Linked DNA regions of Sus scrofa: regions 2 and 3 are each linked to region 1. A link is a contact called in public Hi-C and targeted proximity ligation data. All regions are on one chromosome and are shown on one strand. The core of a region is the stretch at or near the end of the contact, and the rest is flanking DNA. Distances in the headings are between cores, read along the strand shown.

Region 1 (4,215 bases), core at 1,034-3,533:
AGCAGGTTCTCTATAATATTATAGATTTTTAGCTGCAGAAGGAGCAGGTCATCTTTCCATAGGCTGCTTTGGGGTAGTGACTGCATATGGCAGGGCTACTAAGACAGGCCTCTTCCGTATAATCTCCCAACTTACGCACACACAGATCCTCCTCTACTTGCCATGGGGTTACATCCTGATACGCCATCGGATATTGAAAATATCGTAAATGGAAAATGCACTTCGTACACCTAACATAGCTGAGCCTGGACCACTTTATTTTTATTCTTTTTCTTTTTGGAACTGCACCTACAGCATATGGAAGTTTCCAGGCTAGGGGTCAAATCAGAGCTTGCAGCTGCCGCCTTACACCACAGCCACAGCAACACAGGTTCTAAACCACATCAGTGACCTACACCACAGCACATGGCAATGCCAGGGATTGAACCCACATCCTCATGAACACTGTGTAGGATCCTTAACCCACTGAGCCATGACAGGAATTTTAAATGTGCTCAGAACACTTACATTAGTCTACAGTTGGGCAAAATCATCTAACAGACCCTAGTTTATAATAAAGCTGAATATCTCATGTAACTTATTAAATACTGGGCGGAAAGTGAAAATCAGAATAGTTGTCTGGGTCCAGAATGGTTGTAAGGGTATCAGTTGTTGACACTCATGAACACGTGGCTGCTGCTGCCCAGCATCACGCGACAAGATCAGACCACATATGACATCTGGAAGAGATAAAAATTCACCATTCGAGTATGGCTTCTACTGAATGTGTAGTGCTTTCACACCATTTAAAGTAAAAGGGAAAAAAATGGAGTTCCTGTTGTGGCTCAGTGGGTTAAGGACTCAATGTTGTCTGTGTGAGGATGTGGGTTCGATCCCCGGCCTCACTCAGTGGGTTAAGGATCTGGTGTTACCTCAGGCCATGGTTGGAGCCCTGTGTGGCGTAGGTCACAGATGTGGCTCAGATCTGGTGGTGTTGTGGCTGTGATGTGGGCCGGCAGCTGCAGCTCTGATTCAGCCCCCAGCCAGGGAACTTCCATATGCCACAGGTGTGGCCGTTAAAAGAAAAAAACAATAATAAAATAAAAAATTCAGTCTAACCATCATAAGGAAAACCATCATTTACGTTGGGGACTATCGGTCCATAAATACATATACAATTAATATGTCAGACACTTCGTCTCGAATTTTAGAAGCCAAGCCAGCAAGGTGCTCTGACAAACTCCGGGAGGTGGGCCTTATCTCTGTCCATTTTGCAGATGAGAAAGCTGAGGCTCGGGACTGTGTGCCCACAACACACAGGGCTGGGGTACAGGTCAAGGCCCTCACCACTGCCCCTTCTCTCTCTCCTGTTGGACTTGTCAAGTGAATATAGAGTGGGAAATGGGCAAATGGGACTGCCCAGACCCCCCAGGGACAGAGCAGAAGACCAGAAGAGGCCCTGCTCTGTCACACACACACCTTTTTTTTTTTTTTTTTTTGGTCTGTTTGTTCGTTGCCAGTTTCTATCTAAAGCAAAGAAGATGTATGGGCCTGGGTACCACCTGGCGGATGCTCTGCAAAGGCTTCTCCAATTCCTACCTGCCCCAAGCACATGTTTGGACACAGAGTGACATGTGGAAGCTGCTGCCCCAGAAGGCCACAGTCCAACATAGTCCATAAACCCCTGTGTGTAGGGGGCTTGTGAAGCCAAACAAGAATGCCTTTTCATTGAAAGTAGACACTGTAGCCAGTTTTTTTGGGTTTTTTTCCATCTCTTTAGGGCTACACCTGCAGCATATGGAGGTCCCCAGGCTAAGGGTCAAATCAGAGCTGTAGATGCTGGCCCACACCACAGCCTAATCCAAGCCACATCTGTGACCTACACCACAGCTCACCACAACATTAGAGCCTTAACCTACTGAGTGAGGCCAGGAATTGAACCTGTGTCCTCATGGATGCTAATCAGATTCGTTTCTGCTGAGCCATGGCAATAACTCTCATTGTAGCCTTTTTTACCTGTAAAACTAGCAAGCAAGGGAGGAGGTTTCAGGCGGGTCCTGGTGGGGAGACGGATCTATTTGTCACACAGTGGCGGGCAAATAAGGGGAGACAGGGAGTGGATGAAGGCATCTTAGAGAACTGGGATCAGCAAACTATGGCCCCCAGGCCAACACTGGCTCACTTCCTGTTTTTATCAATAAAGTTTTATTGGCACATAGCCACGCCCATTCATTTACATAGCGCCCAAGGCTGCTGTTCTGCTAGCCCCTCCCTCTTCCTCTCCTATCAGACTCCTCTTGGGCCAGGTAGCACCCAGGCGGATTCTGCCTCCCCAGTTCACTGCTCTTAGGTCCCTTAGTGACCTGCGCAGGAGGAGGTGACAGCTGCTCCCTTCAGTCTTCCCAGCTTTTCCTCGCTATTTATGTAGCAAAATCTCAATGAAACGTCTTTTACCAAAAGATAAAATAACAGTGGGGCTGAACTGTTGCGATGGAGACCGGCCCACAAAGAAGTTGCCAGAGGTCAGGGCTTTGTTACTTTTCTCTGCCACTGTCTCGGGGCTCCTTGCACAATGGCCAGTCCAGGGTGGGTGGTTACAAAGTGTCACAAAGCTGCTATACCATCAACTTCTAGTCGTGTTGGTGTGAACCCTTTCCAAGCGATATTCAAAGTATGGATCGAACCCTTGATAGAACAGTGGATGGCAAAGGAGGCGCCCCGCTGAGCCTGGTCAACCCCTCCCAGCCTTCCTGCCCTGGTCCATCCGGTGTGGCTGATCTCCCGCCCTGCCCTCAGCGGCCTGGGGCTGCCCTGCAAGCCCAGCCAGGCCTGTGAATCATCACGGGCTGACTCACTCACTGTCTAAAAATATACATTGTCTCATGTTGGCGGGTGTTGCTTTGATCACTGTTTGCACTCAATCTGGTCTTTTTCTGCTCAACTTGGAGCCCTGTGTGGCAAAATCTGGGTTTTCACCACTTAGCCTCCAGGCTCTGGTCTTGGAAGGGCATCTGGGAGGAAGAGCTTGGGTGGTTGGGTAAAAATGGCACCCCGCCTCTCACTTGCTGTGTGACACTGGGTCCGTCACCCAGTCACTCTGAGCTCTCGGGTTCATCACCTGTTGCCAGGGTGCAATGAGAAAGGGAGGCGCTGCTGATACACTATGTCCCTTCCCTACCTGCTCATGGGGTGGGTGGTGGGGACAACAAACTGACCCCCCCGCTGGGCTCTCCGCTGCCAGGGAAATCATTTCACATCATCTCACCCTCCAAGGAAATCAGGAACCTGAGCCGAAGCCGAGTTCTGGATCTCAGGGCCAAGAGCTGGGGAAGCTCCAGTTACAGAAAACAAGTAGACACCGCAGGCCCTGGGCTGAACGTGGAACTAATTTGGGAGGCAGTGAGGAACAGCGAAACCTAACCCGGAGCCAGGCCGCTGTCCAGGTGAGGCAGCTGGGGCCCCGTGGAACTCTCCAGCTCCTGCTTGTTTCTGCAGGGGGCAGGGGCCAGGACGGGGGCCCACCTTAGGACACTTGGTTGGAGATTCAGAGCACAGGCCCAGAGGTTGGAGCAAACGTCAGTCGGATTCTGCTTCCTCCCTCTGTGCTGTGTGTCCTGGGGCCTGGGGCCTGGGGCCTGACCTCTCTGAGCCTCAGCTGCCGCATCCGTAAAGTATGGCAGTGGGGGCTACCCTCCTCATAGCGTTTCTGCGCAGAGGGTTTAGCACAGTGCCCGGCAAAAAAGCAGCCCTCGGTAAGTCAGCAACGTGGAAGCAGGACACAGTTGGTGAGGGGAGGGCGGTGTGTGGAGGGTGCGGAGCAGGGGATGATGGGAGCAAAGACTGGTAACATCCTCCTCATTCACGTATTCATTCAACAAATGCTTACTGAGCATCTACTCTGCGCCAGACGGGGATTCAGTAAGGAACGAGGCGGACCCAGCCCTGTCCCCAAAAGAGAAGGAACAAACCATGACTATAAAATGATGAGACTCCTATGGAGGGAAAGAACAGGGTGTCTGGAGGCAGAGTAATGGGGGCGGGAGTCCGGGGAGGCTCAGAGAACTCAGCACCTGGGCAAGGCTTGAAGTGTGAACTGGAGGCAGAGAGAGAGGAAGACTGGCGGGGGTGCAGGGGGGTGTTCCAGGCAGAGGGAACAGCTCTGCAGAGGCCCTGAGGCAGGAGAGAACTGAGGTAGTTGTGGGGTTGGGGTTGGTGGGGGCGAGGGGGTGGAGATTC
Region 2 (4,215 bases), core at 1,119-3,618, 180 kb after region 1:
TATCCTACAAACCAGTAACAGAGAATGATGAGCCGGCATCGTCTCAGGGAAGCACATATTAAAGAGATTCAATGAGCGTCAGGACAAAAAACCAAAGCATCCAGCACTGCCCCCTTGTGTTCCCTAGAGAAACACAGGAGCGGTTATTCAAAGTGAAAGAGAAACAGCACATTTAATTTCAAGCATATGGAGGGTAGATCCGTACGAAAGGTTTTTTACTGATGTGTTAAAGATCTACAGTCCTTTAGCCAGAGAGCTATACGGCTCTGGCATTCATTTCACTCAGTTATATAAAGTCACTTCAGAAGCAGCAACTGATTATACTTTGACCTGAATTCCCTTGATTAGAAAATATATCCAACATATATAAAATAAGGAAAAGAAATGAAGAAATGTATGCATGTGTAATCTACTCAAAAATATATTATACATTTTTTTTTTTAAAGGGCCACACCTGAGGCATATGGAAGTTCCCAGGCCAGGGGTTGAATCAGAGCTATAGCCGCCAGCCTACACCACAGCCACAGCAATGTGGGATTCAAGCTGCATCTGTGACCTATAGCTCATGGCAATGCCGAATCCTTAACCCAATGAGTGAGGCCAGGGATTAAACCCACATCCTCATGGATAGAAGTCAGGATTGCATCCACTGAGCCACGGCGGGAACTCCCAAAAATACATTATATATTTTAATATTAAAAATTGAGGAGTTCCCGTCGTGGTGCAGTGGTTGGTGAATCTGGCTGGGAACCATGAGGTTGAGGGTTCGATCCCTGGCCTTGCTCAGTGGGTTGAGGATCCAGGTTGCCGTGAGCTGCGGTGTAGGTCGCAGACACCAGACACGGCTCGGCTCGGATCCTGCATTGCTGTGGCTCTGGTGTAGACTGGCGGCTACAGCTCTGATTCAATCCCTAGCCGGGGAACCTCCATATGCCGCAGGAGAGGCCCTAGAAAAGGCAAAAAGACCAAAAAAAAAAAAAAAATTAAAAATTGACATTCGGAAAGAATAAAGGAGAAAAAAAAAAACATAATTCCACCACCCAAAGACAATTGCTTTGTTTTTTGTTTGTTTGTTTGTTTTCTTTTCTAGGGCTGCACCCTCGCGGCATATGGAGGTTCCCAGGCTAGGGGTCGAATCGGAACTGTAGCCACCAGCCTTTGCTAGAGCCACAGCAACGTGGGATCCAAGCCACGTCTGCGACCTACACCACAGTTCACGCAACACCGGATCCTTAACCCACTAAGCAAGGCCAGGGATGGAACTGCAACCTCACGGTTCCTAGCCAGATTCGTTAACCACTGAGCCACGACAGGAACTCCGACAACTGCTATTCATATTTTGATATATTTATTTCTAGTCTTTTCTCAGGTTCTTTTTTCCATTTTTGTTCTTTTTTTGTTTGTTTGTTTGTTTTTTTTTTGGATGTATCTGAAAATGACATTTAAGTAGACCAGAATTCCACAGCTCTTTGTGGCAATTCAGAAAATTTCTAAATATAGCATAAGCAGTGTTGATAAGCCGACAACGGCAACAGTTCAAAATTTAAAAATACCTTAAAAGGTTGTGTGCTGGCCATCAGTTTCGTATCCAAGAGTCTAAAAACAAAAGAATTTTTAAAAGGTAAACAGAATGGCGAGCAATTTCCAAATGTCCTTCACACAAATGAACAGGCTATTGTCTTCGAAGTGGACCAGGGAATGAAGCACGCGAGCTGTCCTGACCAGCGCTGGCATCTGCTGCGTGAGGCTGAGGACGGGTCCCCACCAGGAACTCCTTCCAGAGGCCGTGGGAAAGGCCACACCCAGGGCACAAGCTCTAGACGCGCCTGCACCCTGACAGCGCAGGGGCTGCGTGACCTCAAGCCTAAGTTAAACATCCTCACGTGCTGCCACACAAGGCACACACTGCGGCGGGCCTAACACTCCCAAGCTCTTAGCATCTCCTACCGCAACCCAGATTCGTACAGCATCATTTCTTGGAGGGTCAGAATCTGCATTGGGCAGTTCTATCCTATCGAGTTATTTCTGACTATTCTGATTCAGAGACTGGGTTACTAAAAAAGAGAGAGAGAGATTAATAGGAAAACGGTTTCTTTCCACTCAAATGTGAGCACTGCAGATAACAGGATGGAAAGAGCCCGGCTGAAAGAGCACCTGTCCACCATCCGTCTTCAGATGGGTTCTTGCACACGGACCCTTGCCCTGTGGGTCCCACGTGGCTGCCGTGTGACCTGTCGGAACAGCGATACTAACTGTGGAAAACACTAACGGGTGAAGGCGCTGACTTACAGTTGAGGAAAACACATTCTCTAGCCAGACACTTCTTGACCAACTAGAGATACTTTCCAGTGCACATACTCAACTATATGCAACTTTATATCCAACTGTTGCCAATGTGTAACTGAACACCCTGGACCAGACACTTCGCTGTGACAGGTTCACCTGACACACAAGAAAGTCAACAGGCAACTCGAGAAGACCTCACCGGGATGTGGGATAAGGAAAAAAGCAGCTGCCTGTCCATTTTCACCCTCAGTTCAAACCCCGATTTTTACGTGTTTTTTTTTTACGGGGGGGGGGGTGTCTTTTTAGGGTCACACTGCACGCAGCATATGGAAGGTCCCAGGCCAGGGGTCAAATCGGAGCTGTAGCCACCTGGCCTATAACCACAGCCACAGCAATGCCAGATTCAAGCTGCATCTGTGACCTACACCACACCTTGTGGCAACGCCAGATCCTTAACCCACTGAGCAAGGCCAGGGATTGAACCTGCGTCCTCATGGATACCAGTCAGATTCATTTCCACTGAGCCACTATGGGAACTCCTGATTTTTAGGTTTTAATGACAAAGCCAATCATTAGCTGTAAAAGCAAACTTTCTCCAAGGTGGAGTATAAAGCCATTTCCCAGCTGACATGAACTAGATCATTGTGGTGATCTAATGGTTTTAATAAATTACTGTGTACCTCTTTGTATAGATACCCTGATGATTGCTTTTTATTTTATTTTATTTTTTGGCCACTTCTGTCATGCAGAAGTTCCCGGGCCAGGGATTGAACCCCAGTCACAGCCATGATAATGCCAGAACCTTAACCCACGGAGCCACCAGGGAACTCCCCCTGCCAATGACTGTTTTAAAGGAAAACAAACCCTCAAAGAACGCTTACCTGGGGAAAACACATGTTGTCATCTCCTTAAACTCATTTAAGTCCTGAAACACAAGAGAATAACCTGTTATGCCTTTACTAATACACTCCCAGCATTTAAAACATAAATAGCACAAGTCCCACAGCTCTCTTCTCAAACAGTGACACCTCACACAGGCCCTGTAAGCTAAACTGCCAGGCCCATTTCTCGCCAATAATGACTTTCTAAAAACTGAGGCAGTTTCCTCAGTGATTGGGAATGACATGACCTGAGGTTAAACTTCTGCATAACCAAAATAGACAAATATTTTATGGCTGAAGTGGGGGGGGGATTGGCTTCTATTATATGCAGAAAACTGTCTCTATTACACGAAGCATCCTGATTGTAGGGCTAGTGGCGTTATTTAAACATAAAATGGTTCGCGCGGGAAATGGACATACTGTAAATGAGGTTCGACTTTTAATGGGGACACCTTTGAAATATGGATTAAAATAGCCACAAACAACACCGACGTTCCCCCACACACGCTTCTTGCTTTCACCACTCAGGAAACTGCTAAATGGCACCCACAGCAAGTGCCTAAATTAGAGAATTCATTTGCCCAGCTGATGGGATCAGGAAGTCTCGAGCTGAGAGGAGCTGGCTCTCATTTTAAATTACCTCATCTACATACGTAATTGCCACATGACGCTGTGCAGTCACACTCCTGACCCTTCCCAACTGCACTTCTCTTCGGCGTCATTCATGCTTCGCTGGAAGCTGCCATTTCCCATTAGCTTTTCAAGCCGAAAAATACGGGCTGCGCTGAGCTAGCTTGAAATATTTACCAGCTTTTCAACGGCTGTCGTTAAATGAGTGACCAATACACAAACAAGCGGTTTCACTGCTAAGGCCAACAAAAAGGCCATCAAGACTGTAATCTCTCAAGACTATTACGAAGTCTCCGAAGCAGGAAAAAATTAGAGTTATGGCAACTTCCAGGGCGTGTAGCAGAGTTCTTAACCAGCACCTTCTAAAAGCTCATAACGAAGCACCAAGAGCACTTTTAACAAGGGACTCTTCCCTAAA
Region 3 (4,215 bases), core at 841-3,340, 130 kb after region 1:
AAGGCAGAAGGGAACCGAGCAGAGGCTCCAGGCTCCTTACTCCAGGTCACCAGGATGCCTGACCAAGCACCCTCCAGACTGAACCAGCGCTTCGGGGAAACCAGGGCTAGGTTCCGGCGAGGCTTTGGCCACGTTTTCTTAAACCATTTAACACGCTCTTGTTTCATGAGTGCTTCTATTTCAAGATACGTTCCTTATACACACGGCGATTCGCCGCCACTGATCTCAGGAACAGACTGTGGGTTGGGCGGGAATGCAGCGCCTCCCGCGTGTGTTCTCTGCAAGGCGTGGCCGGCCGTCCTCTCGTGCCTGGGGCACAGGCAGCGCTCTGGCCCCAGGCTGCGGGGGGGCCTTTCAAATGGCAAAATCGCCAACAGAAAGCCCAAAAATGTGAAAAACGCGGCAATAAAGAGACTGTGAAAAGGACCCTTGTTTACAGCAGGAGCTGCAAGGAGAAGGCCGAGCATCGCCTTGTTCAACCTCGACGGGTGACCATGGGCGTCGGGAAGCCCACAGCTTCCCCGCCCTGCGCATGTCCGTGAGTGACCACAGAAGCTCTGTGAGTGCTGATTTTGAGGTTACACAAAAATTTTAACGAGTAGGTGAATTCACAAACACAGAATCTGTGCTTCTAATGAGGACTGCCTGTACTTTTCAGACCGTGCCCAAACCAGCTTCCCAAACGGACTCTGGGAAGGAATCCGGAGACCAACCTTACAGCAATCTTGCAAACGTCTGTGTCTGCAGCATTCTCGTATTACTTCTGAACCTACTCAAAAGCTGACCTCAGTAACAGAAAGAGGCTCCAGAAAGTACTGACGTGGGACGCCTGGGTAGGCTCTGAGGGAGACCCCTGACTGCAACTGGAAAGAGGTGAATGAGAACAGCAACAGGTAAGCCGAGGACAGACAAGTGAACATCACTGGGGCAGCAGTTTGGGTCCTCTGTGGAAACGGTGGTGTGCCTTTATCCGGAGGGCACATCTTGCCGAGGGACACATCATTCTGCAAGCTGGGCACACAAGCACCGAGAGCGTCACACCATCTTCTCTGCGAGGCAGCAGCGTGAGCCTCCCATAAAATCAACTGGGCAATAATATTATTCTAATGTCTGGATTTTTGGATGGGGAAGGCACAGGGCAAGCAGGGCAGTTTCCTAAGCAGCTAGTGCCAGGCACTGTGGGAGAACGTCACCTCCGTCAATCCTTCCCAGCTCTGAAAAGTGTATGTTCTCATCTTGATTTTACGGCAGAGGGCACAGAGAAGTTAAGTCAAACACCCAAGGTCACACAGCCAATGTTTCACGCCAGGTCCATCACACATCTGGGTTTCTTTCAAACCGTGAAAATAAGGTGAGAAGCTGCTTGGGTGATCCAATGCCTTGAGTATCCAGTGAAATGTTAAATTGAGCATAGCATTTCCGGTGTACTTAATTCATGAGTTTTCCTCTAGGTACTTACTCATTCATCCACCTTTCAAATCAAATCATGGAAGACTGCACACAGATCAAACGCAAGTAACAAAGCCTTCATCCTGAGTTCTCCAAGAGTGTCACGTGACCCTCGGTGCAAAGGTGGTGGCTCTGAGCAAGCGCTAAACAGAAGGCCTGGTGGCCGGTTTCTTGAAGCTTCAGACCCTGAAGGTTTCAGGGCATGAAGGCTCCACGTGGCCTAACCACTGCCATGCGGCATGAGGGTTACACTGTGGAAACAGCCTGCTCTGTCTGTCCACATTACTTAGCATGAGTAAGCATTCAGGTGACAAGTTTTACTTGAAGAGGGGAAGGTGGATTCGTTACCAGCACGACAGCACCATCTTCTGGTTGGTGAAACAGAATGAAGACTCAAGGTCACAGCTGGCCTTAAAAAGCACGCTGACAGGTTCCCCAGAGGAGGAGCAAACCAGAAAATTTAGTTTCTGCAAATCGAAACCATAGTAAACAAACACCCTCATGGGCCAATCATGGAACAGAAAGCATGTTAATTGCAGGCCGTACTGGTCACACTTGCACATCATCTGGAAACACAGCAGCCACGGCCAGCCTCTCAGTGCTCCCACCCGCAGCGCCCTCCTGCCTTATGAAAGAAACTCCCTCTGGCGTCGCTCTCACCCGCACCCCTCTGGGTGCACAGAAAGGCTCTCTGCTGCTCACACACAGAGTGGAAATCTGACAGCACAGCAACCAGGGCCCTTTCCAACCACCCTCCCGGCCAGTTCTGGTTGGAGGTTGGAGAGCACTGATCTCTTTTGAGGGACAGATGAAGGAACTGGTGACAACTCAGCAGCATCTTTATGTTCCCTCGAAGCCTCAGACCCCTTTGTGGATTGTGCTGGCGATGGATCTGAGGCCTGAGGTCCAAATAGGGCTTCCTACCATAGCCGATGCCACCCCTACAGAAATCCCGGCCAGGAGACCCCCAATATCTAAACAGTTTCCTAATCTCCAGATTAGGAAGAGACCCCTGCAGCTGGTTTCTTTTTTTCCAAGTCTGATTTCTCAATGCAAGGATCCCTCCCACTGGTCAAAAAGGCCCTTGGGTATCAGCCTTTCCTGATTTTCATCCATCAGATAGGCCATCGGCCTCCTTCCACAAGGAGGACCAAGCAAGGGGGGTGACGGGGGTCAGACACTTTGGCCACAACACTCCTCTCTCGGTGAGAAGCATGGAAGCCTCCTCCCGGCCCCTGGAGATGCGGCGTGAAGAAGTGAGCATCCTGCCAGATGCCGTCCACAGGACTCCCAGCCACACTGATCTAGGGACAGGAAGCACCTGAGGATTGAGATCTTTGTCAGTCACTTTCGCTTCCTCCCCAACCTCCAACACCTGCCACGGGGCTCTGTGAGAAGACTCCTCGTTACATGAAAACTAGTCTCCTCCACCATCTAAATTCAAATTTTTTGACCATGACCTACAACAATACATTTTGACTACAAACCAGTACATATACATGTTGACCTGCACATACAGATTAATACTTGGAAAAAAGTTACATTAAAAAAAAAAAAAAAAGAGTTCCTTTGTGTGCAGTGGTTTAAGGATCCAGCGTTGCTACTGCAGTGGCTCAGGGACATTTTCAAACTTTTTCCTTCTACAAAAAAGCTGGTCACGCTCATTCACAATAACGATTGTGTAGCCCAGTGAGAGGGTGAGCCGGTTTGACAGGTGCTGTCATCAAGCATCCACTTTCCCACCTACAGCTGCTCAGCTTGCACAGTCCTCTCTCCTCTGCTAACTCAGCACCAAGGCCTCTGCTCAGAGTCCTCCCAAACTCTTTCCAGCCCTGCCCCAAATACCGAGCATGTAAAATAACAACAAAGACGCCCTCCCCGCTTCAAGAAGCCAGACTTCGTTGGTTGAACACTATATATAAGCCTTAGGTAAGACATCTCCCCTTTCTCTGAACACAAAACACCTGCCCTCTGTATTCATTCATTCATTCAATTATTCACACCCCACCTGACTCACTCCAGTATCGTTGGTGTAAACAACATTTAAATGTTTGTCAGAAAGATGAATCCATCAAGCAGGATTTCTTTTTTTTTGCAATCTTATTTGTCAAAGGATCATTTTCATGAACTCTAAATTAGGAACTGAAATGCGCTGTCACCAATTCTTGGAAGCCAATGGCCCATTTATTATTCTGTGTGGCATTTATAGATGTGGCAGGTTCCCAGATAAATTCAATTTGGCCTCTGTCTCTTAAGAGAAGGCTCTGAACTAGAGTCAATGCAAAGACCAACTCCTAGACACTGAAAAATAAATAGAACCTGCTCGAATATATCCATCTATGTTTGACCCTGTGCTACAATGCCACCATATGGCACTGGAAGACTGGCACTGGGGCTGACACCTCTGACAACAATCAGGCTTTACAAGAGCAGCTTCAAGTTGACAAACCTGACACGCCTTACCTAGAAATTCTGTCAAAAGCCCCAGATTTAAAAGAAAGCCAGTGACATCTTTTATTCTAAAACTTGATTTAAAAGAACATCCCAGGAGCTCCTGCTGTGGCACAAGGGGATCCACAGCGGCTTGGGAGCCCTGGGACACGGGTTCAATCCCCGGCCGGGCACAGTGGGTCCAGCGTTGCTGCGGCTTAGTTTGCAGCTGCGGCTCGGATCTGACCCTTGGCCTGGGAGCTCCATATGCCTCAGGGGTGCCCCACCCAAAAAAAGAACATTCAAATCAACACTGCAGAAGGTTTGTACAAGGGG

The links. A called contact is a pair of places that touch in the nucleus more often than the background predicts.
Region 2: a contact with region 1 is called in a targeted proximity ligation map of skeletal muscle. A contact is called at or near these places in 3 of 47 Hi-C or Micro-C datasets (embryonic fibroblasts, liver and skeletal muscle) and 1 of 2 datasets of targeted methods (skeletal muscle).
Region 3: a Hi-C map of skeletal muscle shows a contact between it and region 1, with 8 times the contacts expected there. A contact is called at or near these places in 3 of 47 Hi-C or Micro-C datasets (fetal heart ventricle and skeletal muscle) and 1 of 2 datasets of targeted methods (skeletal muscle).

Annotation. Positions count from the first base shown.
Region 1 is chr3:28,834,904-28,839,118 of Sscrofa11.1, reverse strand. No RefSeq gene overlaps it. Among named protein-coding and RNA genes, the nearest start is that of MIR365-1, 71 kb to the left of the region's middle.
Region 2 is chr3:28,656,949-28,661,163 of Sscrofa11.1, reverse strand. PARN (poly(A)-specific ribonuclease PARN) reads right to left here. Exons shown (of 24, transcript XM_021086564.1): 14 at 3,168-3,211; 15 at 1,554-1,596; 16 at 1-4. Among named protein-coding and RNA genes, the nearest start is that of PARN, 42 kb to the right of the region's middle.
Region 3 is chr3:28,705,111-28,709,325 of Sscrofa11.1, reverse strand. All of the region lies in intron 21 of PARN (poly(A)-specific ribonuclease PARN), which reads right to left. Among named protein-coding and RNA genes, the nearest start is that of PARN, 90 kb to the right of the region's middle.